Linked DNA regions of Zea mays: region 2 is linked to region 1. Evidence: chromatin contacts called from public Hi-C data. All regions are on one chromosome and are shown on one strand. Each heading gives the region's core, a stretch centred on a gene start, on an enhancer-like site or on the middle of the called end of the contact. The rest is flanking DNA. Distances are from core to core; before and after follow the strand shown. Region 1 holds the start of LOC109940239. Region 2 holds the start of LOC100272852 (putative 2-oxoglutarate-dependent dioxygenase AOP1).

Region 1 (4,988 bases), core at 2,155-4,654:
ACTGGAAATGTTTTTTATCAAGGTTATTAAACCTGACACGGTTTAGGGCTAACCTATGTTTGATGTTTTGCAGCAAAAGTGAGGGCTATGATGCATCGTCAATCCAAGGAATATTATCCATAAGCAGTATTGAAAACCCCTTAATATAGAATGAGTGTCCTAAAGGTTTTGATGGCAACTGATAATTTTGGAGCAACTCTGTGTTTTTGTTTCTTTACCCACATAGATTCTAGAATTTGTGTTCAGGACTCCGTGTGGGGAAATGTTAGACTGTAATAGCAAATTTTATCTGCATATTCTTAAGGTTGAATTATGGGTTGGAGAATTTTTTTCAGGCTAAATAATATATTTTCTGCACTTACAGTTAAAAGATTATTACTAACGTTGTGTGCCACCTGTGACTTGTGAACTTCTTTTTCCATTGTCTACAAGTAAAAATGAATTTACGAATGTTGGTCATTTTTTAGCCAATACTAGAAAACATGGGTTGTATCATGCTTAGGACGGAGTAGCAGCAATATCTTGTTAAAAATACCAATAAATTTAGTAAAGGAGCGGAGCAAATTGTAACCTTTATTTGCACTAACACTAAATTCTGTGTTGTTCGATTGCGGGCGCCTCATGTTCTAGTAGTCATACAAAGCCGACCCATTTTCGGAGGCCTTGAGCACTTCCTGTAAAATTCATACAAAGCGCAGCCTTTGGGTCTGCTGGGGAAAGGCGGGCAGCGCCGGGAAGGGGAAGTCATCGGAAGAATCGACTAATCGAGAGGCACGACGTCTTCTATCACTATCCTTGACCATTCTACTCCAAAGATGCTATTGGCAAAAATTAAATTGATAGATGATTATGATTTAATACGTGCACCAGTAATTGTGAATTTCCAAAACATACACTTTGGCCCTTGCAGCACCACTGATGAGGGAGCGGTACATGCACCAGTAATTGTGAATTTCCAGAACATACACTTTGGCCTTTGCAGCACCACTGATGAGGGAGCGGTAATGAGTAGCAAGAATTTAAGATGAGCAGCTAGCTGAACAGAGCATAACAGGAAACCAAGGGTGTCAAGAGTTCAAGCCCTGGCGGCGCACGGCAGCTCCGGCGTGACGACCACGCTGTATATGTGCGCCATCATACGTCGCTCGAAGTCGGCGGCGCCGCCGCCCCGCCGGCTCGCGCGCCCGCTCCCCCGGCGCGCCAGCGGCACCCGCCTGTCCCACAGCCCGGCCTCGGCGCCGCTGCGCGACCGGGCCAGCGCGGCGCAGGGCCGCACGGCGCCGCCGGACCCGCCCAGCGCCACCATGGCGTCGACGTACGCGTCGCGGAGCCGCGCGAGCAGGAGCCCCGGCGCCGCCAGCAACGCCGCGGCGCGGCGCGCCACCCTGCTGGCCTTCCACGACGACGTCGTCGTCGACGCGGCGGAAGCGGATCCCGCTGCTGCCCTGCCGCTGCCGGCACCCAAGCGGGCCACCCTGAGGCGCCGCGACGGCGAGCGCAGGCGCAGGTAGCTCCTCCGCGCCCAGTACGTCTGGATGCTGTGGCGCGGCTGCGACACGAGGCTGGCCATGGCCTGCGTGCGGTGCAGGGCGGACGGACTAGGGATCGACAGCTGCTGGCGCGCAGGTGGTGGTGTCGACGGACGGGGCTGTGGACAGGTGCCGCGCGGCGAGGTGTAGGTGGGGCTGGCGGATGGATGGTTATATACTATGTACTGTACTGCCATCGTAGGGCAGCTTGGGAAGCTCAGCTGATCTGTGGCTGGAAATGGAGGTGCCAGGTCAATGTGTGTTCACGCGATGTGATATCTGGCTACGTGAACGTGACCGCGAGGCTTGAGTTCTTTCTTGCCGGCGGGCGCTACGCTGGAGTCGCCCGCGTTGAAAAGGTCCTGCTCGGCGGGTCGTGGTTCTTTCTTTGGAGCCGCCAAACCTTCACTGTTTCTTCGCTCAGCAAGGTCCGTGTCGGCGGACAAACTGACGGACAGAATCGCCCGTGGGGCCCTTCCGTCAGTTACTCAGTTCGGAAAGGAAGCTGGAAGCCAAACCAAGGAGAGGGAGGGGGCGAGGACCGTGCCGAACAGGATTCGACTGGGCTCCGAGTTTTTGCTGACAAAACTGCTTATGGGCTCACCCTCACGGGAGATTTTCAAAGTACTTGGGCCGGCCGAGGACGATGGATCCCGCGCAGTCGAATCCTATCCAGGCCTCGTGGGTCTACTTTACGTCTACGAATTTTTGGTCATATATGCTGACATACGTAGCTTGTAGCTTAGGCAGATATTTTAAGAAATCTACAGATCTAAGTACTATTTCATGATCTTTATCGCGTGTATCGTGTGGATCGGCGATCATTAGGGAGATTTGTATTTGATTTTATTGCTTGTACCCTGATCAGCTCATACGTGCCTCACCGAGCTCACCCTGACCTCGTCGGTGTGGCTCCCTCCTCTTCTTCTTGTCGCAGTCTTGTACTACTGAAAGCTCGTTGTACTACTGGCGCTCGCTGAGTTCAGCTCAGACAACGGTACTACACAGACACAGCCCAAAGCAGGTCGTACGTCCAACCCGAGCCGAGCGATCGTTCTCCATTTTGTTTTCGTGCATTTCCACGCTGTTCTGCTTTTCCACGAAAGCAACAGGCCAAGTAACATCACCAGAGGATTTCAAATTGGCCTCGGCCATCAGCGTCCATCGCTCACAAAATTTGCTCATGTGCAAGCAAGTAGTAGTAGTAGTGGTGTATGGGCAAATTACTTCCATCAACACAAAAGTTGCCGGCAAGAATTCATGAGATACTGAGACAATAAAACCTATAGTGTACATATTGCGTTTTCCAATTTCCACATTTGTCGCTTTTTTTTTCTTACAACCTCCGATCTCCACAGTTGCCCGCGGCGCGTCAGAGCGAGAAGCAGCCCGTGCCGGGGCGCACCGCCGCGAGGACAGAGGACGGCGGCGCCACCAAGTCCGGCGCGGCGGCCGAGACCGAGACGCTGTCGAACCTCCTGGGCGCGGGCGGGCGGGGCAGGTTCTCGGGCACGACGTTCTCCAGCGAGTTGGCGCGCCACGGCGGGCACTGCCTGCGCTCGCTCCACCGCGCCGGCGCCGGCGCCTTGGTGCGCGCGGCGCCCATGGCGTCGGTCCACGCGGCGACGGATGCCCCGTCCCGCGCCAGCGCTATGTCGCCGCCGCCCGCCATCCCCATCGCCGCGCACGCCGCGGCTGCCACGCACGCCCCGCGCAGCGCGTGCGACGCCGACACGCCTGCTGCCGGCGCCTGCGTCCTGCGAGCGCCTGCAGCGGCTTGTTCGGGCGGAGCGGGAGGCCCGAGGCGGCAGCAGGAGCTGATGATGGTGGCGGCGGTGGAGGAGGGAGCCGCCATTTACTAGTGAGAAGCTTCGGTGGACTGGACAGAGGCACGGGAAGTCATTATTTATACGGTGTTCCCGTGGACGGTCGCTGTTTGGCGAACAGATCAGAGCCGTCGATTCCGACTTGGACGATGGACAGTAGCGGTAGCGGCGATAGCTCATTTCGCGTGCTGTGGTTGCGTATCTAGGAAAGGTCCATGGTGGAAAGGGAAAGCAGGAACGTCTGGAGCGCGGGGCCCCCTTGGTAAGATATTTAATCTATATAGACAAACCAATGTTCAAAAGGTAAAATCTGTTTCAAATTAAAACCAAGTAAACAGCGGTAGAAGCAAGGTAACAACAGCTTTTGGCCTCGTGCCGTGTGGCTTTTTGGCGTTGATGTCGGAGGAGCTATACGAGACAGGGACAACATGCGATGAAAGAAAACCCAAGGGAACTACAACAGAATCGTGCTTATATATCCTACTGTTTCCGTTCGCTTCGAACTACAATATACAGAACAAATATAACAAATTCAGCTGCGGAATAGTCAGCCCTAGCACGACCTCTGCCTACTCGCCTAGAGGGTGAAGCAGTCGTCCATGCCGGATCGCAGCGCCAGGAACGGCGACGGCGCCACCGCCTGAGGCCCGAGCGCGGGGGCCTTCCGCGGCGCCCGCTTGACGGTGCTGAACCTCCGGCGCGCCGACGGGCGGGGCAGGTTCTCCGGCACGACGTTCTCCAGCGAGTTGGCGCGCCACGGCGGGCACTCCCGGCGGTCGCTCCACCGCGGGGCCGCCGCGACGGAGGCGTCGCGCGGCGGCGCCGACGCGGCCACGCCGCCGCCGCCGCCTCCCGCCGTCCCGAACACGACGCACGCCGCCGCGCCCGCCACGCACGCCCGCCGCAGCCCGTCCGCCCTGCAGATATAACGGTGAAACGGTCACGGCGGTCGGATCTCTTGCGGGACGACGTCTGGCCATCGCCGCCGGGCTTGCCGGACATGGCGCGGCCGATCTGGGGCGAGCGAGACGTCGTAGCAACTTACCACGGCGTCGGCGACGGCTGCCTCAGGCGAGCGGAAGCTTCTCTGACGGGAGCTGGAGGTCCGAGGGAGCAGCTGATGGAGGGGACCGCCATGAACGCTCGATTCCCAAGAGCTTCTGGATTCGTGCTCGGCGGGCGGCGCGTGATCGACGGTGGGCGGCTCATTCGTGCACGCGGGAGCCACGTAAATAGGCGTTCCCCGTAGAAGCGGCGGGCGTCTGGTGAATAGAACAGAGGTGGCTGGTCAGATCACGGCGGTTGATTCCGACTTTGACGCTGGATTTTAGCGCCGGGAACGTGTACTTCTCTCGTTTACTGACTTGGCGTGTGAAACTACCGGTGGCGTGTGCCATAGTTCGGCAGGCACGTCGGGAGCGCGGGCCCAACCAACTGGCTTGGATATTTGTACCGCAGATCTGTAGACAGTCAATTGCACTAACACAATGGGTCTACCCAAACACGCACAAAAAATCACGGTCTGCTATACATTCATATCATGATTTGAAAACATTGTTTGTCATTGGCTCATTGCTTTACATTCACATGCAGTTTCTGCTATAAATGGACTTTATGTTGCACTTGGATCACC
Region 2 (5,118 bases), core at 1,344-3,843, 140 kb before region 1:
GCCGCGCACCTGCCGCCCGCCGCCTCTGCGGCGGGCCTCCCGTCCACGCACCTCCTCGACATGTGATGAGCCGCGCCGCTGGATGGAGAAGGAGAGAGAACGCGCGCGCCGCCGGTTATCAGTTGTAACGTAACGTAACGAGAGAGGTTTGGAGGAGAATCCCAAGCTGTCAAATACTAGCGTCGTCCAAGTTATCAATTGTAATTGTGATTGTAATGACGCACGCATGCACACCCACGTACTGGGCATCCATGCAGGCAAGCCAAAGCCACCACCCCTGCCGCAAAAAGATGCATGCAGCAGCCTGTAAATTTCTAAGAAAAATCTAGCGACCAAAATGAAACTTGTCGAATTCCTCCCGTGCCGACGACGGCAGAGATCGAAAGCGACATGCATGCATGCAGTGCAAGGCCAGAATTTTTCCAAGAAACACCGCCGCACGTACGGCCGGCGCAAGAACACACACGCCGGCACGTGCGTCGCCGTCCGCGCGGTAAACTTTTGCCGGCGAATTTTCCGGTTCGCGTCCGCTCATCCGCAAACACGCCAGTCCAACTCCGGGAGCCATGTGTGTTGACGATCGAGGCGCATGCGAGGACGTGTATCCTGCCATGTGCGTTGACGAAGGAACGTGCTCCGATCCCTCTCTAGAAATTCGTTGCCTCGCCGATAAGACTAGAGCCCCGTCCAAACTGTCCATCCGATCCCCGTCGTCAACGCACTCACGTGGTGATCGTTGCGTGCAATCGCACAGCATCATGGGGCACCTGCTGCCTACGGCCTACCCATCATCTAGAAGATCTGGCAGATACTTGTTGACCGAAATTTTGAATGGATTGGCCTGGCATAGGCGCCTATATAGGCATGGGCATGCGTGTGCGTGTGATCCATAGACTGATGGGAGAGTGGTGTACCGGTGCGTGGACCTGCTCAGTAGAGAACTGCGGATCAGTAGACCTGATCCGGCCGAGAGATCTTGAGCCCACCTCGTCGTGTGCTCGCGCCTGTAGGCATCGGTGGTGGGGGATTTCGGCGGCACGGATAGCTGCAGAACGACAAGTTTATTGCAGGCCACGATTGGCTCTGGTCAGCCAGTCCACACATCGTGCGAGGAAAAGTCTGCCTGCATTTGCGCCGGCGACTGGACAACGATTGCCTTGCCGACGGGGTACAGTTTCGGCAAGTTCTTTATGGGAATGTAAATATATCTCCGTCGCCTCGTCTCGATTCCTTGGGCTGTTATCTCGGTACTACTTGAGTGCAGATACTGAGACTCTGAGAGACAGAGACTCCTGCCCATTCATTCAAAAAAGAAAAAACTAGTTAAGCATGCAATCACTGTGAGACAACACACTTTATACAGTGTTTTGTCTCTATAAATTACAGTTATAGCAGTCTGAACAACTGACTTTAATCCGAAACGAACAAACATCATGTATATATTGTTCACCATTAACTAATGCTAGGAGTAATTTGGTGCTTACCATATGATTAACACAATCATTAGCTCAAAGTCTTCAGGCTTCCGGGCAGATGAAATGAACCCGAGGAGCGCCCCAGAACATTCAAAAAACCACTCTGGTCATTTTTCCATTCGTCCTCTCCATCGACGTTGTTGCCCCTGCAAGCCAGTGGAAAACAACCCTTTGCAGACCATTTAGGATGTGTTTTATTGCGGGACAGCTTAGAACAGACAGTAGGACAGAAACATTTTCTGACGTCCTTTCTCGTCTCTCTATTTTCGAGAGACAACTAGGGACATTAGTCCTGTTCCAACCATTGACTCTGAATCAAACAAACTTATTTAAGAGATCGTTCTATCTCATTCCGTTCCGTCGTTACAAACAAACACACTCTTAAGTCTTCTTTGGAAGTAAAGGGGAACGAGAGTATTAGAGAGGCTAAACTTTCTTTGCCATTTAACTTTAAAAAACAAGGAGATTTTAGCCTCTCTAGTATCTTTATTTTCCCTTGTTTCTAAACATGTCTTTAGGGCTTTTTTTTGCTAGAATTCACCCAGAAATCGTTACAGACGATCAAACATTATATAAACATGAGCAAGCTTAACACTCTGGCCGATCGTTTTCGTCACGTTGGATGATAAACTTAGTTATGTTGTGCCATCTAAGACCAATTCAATTCGCTGCAAACGACCCGTTTTTTTTTTTAAATTCTTGGCATGCGATGATTCACGCAAAACAATGATATAAAGGGTTGAATCAGTCTTAAGCTTTCGTGCGTGCAAACGTCAGTGGCCGTCAATCTCCTTCAGATGATGCAGCTAACGTCAGTGCTTGTCTGACGGTCTGACCGAACATTCTGGCTGCAACGTTTCGCCGGCCATTAGATAGATCGACAGTCTGTTCGGGTTCTACTTGGGCCAACTTTTCGGCCTGTACGGGCTCTGAAACAGAGAACTCAATGGGCTTCACTCGCCGGGTCCGGTGAAATTATGGGTCTGAAATATGAAGCCCACCTGTCTTCCGCTCGCGGCTCGATTCGAAGTCAACGAACGGCGTCCAACCACCGCGGGTCAGCAAACCAAAAGCAGAGCACGCAGCCCAGCTTCACGAGATTCCGTGACTGCGACGGCGAGGATGGGCGGCGAGGCGAAGAAGCTCCCCAGGATCGACTTCTCCGAGGTGGACCCGTCTGCGCCGGGCGGCCAGGCATGGGGCACGGCGCGCGGCGAGGTGATGGACGCGCTGGCCACCTTCGGCTGCTTCGAGGCGCACTACCCGGCTCTGGCCCCTAGGCTCCGGGCCGAGCTCTTCGAAGGCGCCGTAAGGCCGCTCTTCGCGCTGTCCGCCGACGCCAAGCGCCGCAACTGCTACGGCGCCGATAGGCCGTTCCACGGCTACCTTGGCGACGTCCCGGGGTTCCCTGGCTACGAGAGCCTCGCCATCGTGGACGGCACCAAGGACGAGTCCGTCCGCGGCTTCGCCCGCCTCATGTGGCCCGACGGCGGCGACAACAGCGACAGTTTCTGGTAAGCATAAGAGAACCTCGTCCCTTCTCGCAGATCTTTTTGTTCTTCGCTGGAATGGATAAGAGGTCGAGGCTTTGGTTTGACCCTGTCCTCTGCTGCGGCGGCGCAGCGGTACTGTCGTTGAGGCGGCGCAGCGGATCTTCCAGCTGGAGGAGGCCGTGCGGCGGATGGTGATGGAAGGGCTCGGGGTGGCCAAGCACCACGACGCGCTGAGCGCGTCCATGTGGCACCTGTTCCGGATGTCGGAGTACAAGGCGCCCAACGCCGCGGAGAAGGTGGTCAGGTACGGGGCGCATCAGGACACCAACTGGCTCAGCGTCGTCTGCCAGCACGAGGTGGCCGGGCTGGAGATGCAGAGCAGGGGTGGCGAGTGGATCGTCGTCCAGCCGTCGCCCACGTCGCTGGTTTTCATGGTCGGCAACGAGCTCCGGGTACCAACTCTTGCGGTCGATGCCTCCTAATCTTGTGCTAAAGCACTGCACTAAGTGCCATCAATTGGTTGTGCAAACTGAATGTTCGGTTACACGAACTGTGAATGTTTGAGCGAATACCTAGCCGGGCATTCAGTTTGAGCAGCCATTCAGAACTTAGTTTGCCCCCAATTCATTTTGAAACCACAGGTCTTGCCTGAACTGTTCAACATCAGATAACATCTCGATCCTAAGATTAAAGCCATCCATTTCTACACTGATCCTGTCTTCTGACCTTCCTGCGCTGTGCTTCTCACCTTACTCCAGGCATGGACGAACGACCGTCTATATGCTCCATTCCACCGGATCACCGTCGCTGGGGACGTCCCCAGATACTCCGCGATGCTGTTCTCGGTCCCCAGCTTCCAGGTTCAGGTGGCAGACGAGCTCGTGGACGACGAACACCCTCCCCGTTTCAAGCCCCATGACAACAACGACTTCGTCTGCTTCTGCGTTTCCGAAGAAGGCGCTCTCCATCAAGATAAACTCAAGGCCTTCTGTGGAGTGTAACGAGCAGCAGAACATATCAGCCGTCCGGCATCTGTGTTATTATACTTTTACCTCAGCCTTGCATGCAGCAGAGGCCAGGCCACCCCTGTAGACTAGTACGTACAATTTTTAGAACACGCGTGAGATGATAACTCGTCTGCATTTCTTATATTCTGAACATGAACAACAAAGCATTCTGGTAGCCATGAAAAGAGCACGCGTGAGAAGATAACTCAGCTCCTTGCACTTGCTTTCAACTAGTTTCGACTGGTTGTAACTACTGCTTCCTACCGATTTTCGCTGCTTACAATCTACTCTTCTTTGCTCAGTTGGGTCCTTGATATGATACACTCGTTGGTCTCCAACAACCCCTTTTCATGAATACCACCAGCAGTAACATCAACCAACTTGTAATAGCTTGATTTTTAACTTTGAGTTGAAGGTGGAGGAATAGAAGTTGAAACTAAATTTGAACCTTGTTTAGGTATTTATTTGTTCTTCTTGAGCTTGAGAACTATAGCAAAACCAACCTTAATCTGCTCATTTTTACTGATTCTTCGTTACTGATGAAAGGATCAAGATATCCAACAGATGAGTTGGATTGTGCTTCATTAAATTTTCTTCACACAGTTAACCCTATAATCAAGCCTAACTTTACTCGTTGTGTCTATTTACGTAGACAAAAGTTTTGTAGCCGAAATTTCAATCCTATGTTAACATCACAATTCTATTGACGTAAATGTTTGGAAGTGTGGGTGTTCAAATGTCGGGTCGTGTGGGGAGAAAGTCGGGATGTAGGTCGTTATTTTGATCATGTATTGTATGTGAGATAAAGCTTGTAATATTGATTGTGGACTTTGCTACTCATTTATTGATCCTATATCAAACATAGATTCTTTTGAATTCTATCGGATGGTGGGCTCGATAAACGAACGAATTTGAGTTAATCATCATTTATTTGCCTAATGGTTGGCAAGTAAGATTGTGATTAGATTAAAAGCGGTGTTTCTACACCATGTCATCTTCGTGTCCTACGTTATCTTCGTGGGACCATTACTCGTCATCTCTTCTTCATGTACCCTATATCTCTTCAACTCTAAGCCTACTTTGATGCTATTTAATTCATCAACTCCTCTATTCGTCACTCTTTTCTACCTATTATATTTTTTG

The links. Hi-C and Micro-C count contacts between places; a contact is called where the count stands out from the background.
Region 2: a contact with region 1 is called in a Hi-C map of leaf, with 9 times the contacts expected there. The contact joins the promoter of LOC100272852 here to the promoter of LOC109940239 in region 1. A contact is called at or near these places in 11 of 25 Hi-C or Micro-C datasets (bundle sheath, ear, leaf and 4 more) and 2 of 3 datasets of contacts at active chromatin or transcription factors (leaf and seedling).

What each region holds. Positions count from the first base shown.
Region 1 is chr6:177,284,219-177,289,206 of Zm-B73-REFERENCE-NAM-5.0, reverse strand. It overlaps LOC109940239, which reads right to left and starts at 3,404. Exons shown (of 1, transcript XM_020539665.2): 1 at 2,701-3,404. The coding sequence starts at 3,384. The coding sequence ends at 2,902. LOC100275322 reads right to left here and starts at 4,968. Exons shown (of 2, transcript NM_001149426.2): 1 at 4,401-4,968; 2 at 3,768-4,272. The coding sequence starts at 4,564. The coding sequence ends at 3,933.
Region 2 is chr6:177,419,375-177,424,492 of Zm-B73-REFERENCE-NAM-5.0, reverse strand. It overlaps LOC100272852 (putative 2-oxoglutarate-dependent dioxygenase AOP1), which reads left to right and starts at 2,593. Exons shown (of 3, transcript NM_001147305.1): 1 at 2,593-2,989; 2 at 3,099-3,420; 3 at 3,727-4,178. The coding sequence starts at 2,598. The coding sequence ends at 3,969. It overlaps LOC103630767, which reads left to right. Exons shown (of 1, transcript NM_001149374.2): 1 at 1-344. The coding sequence ends at 66.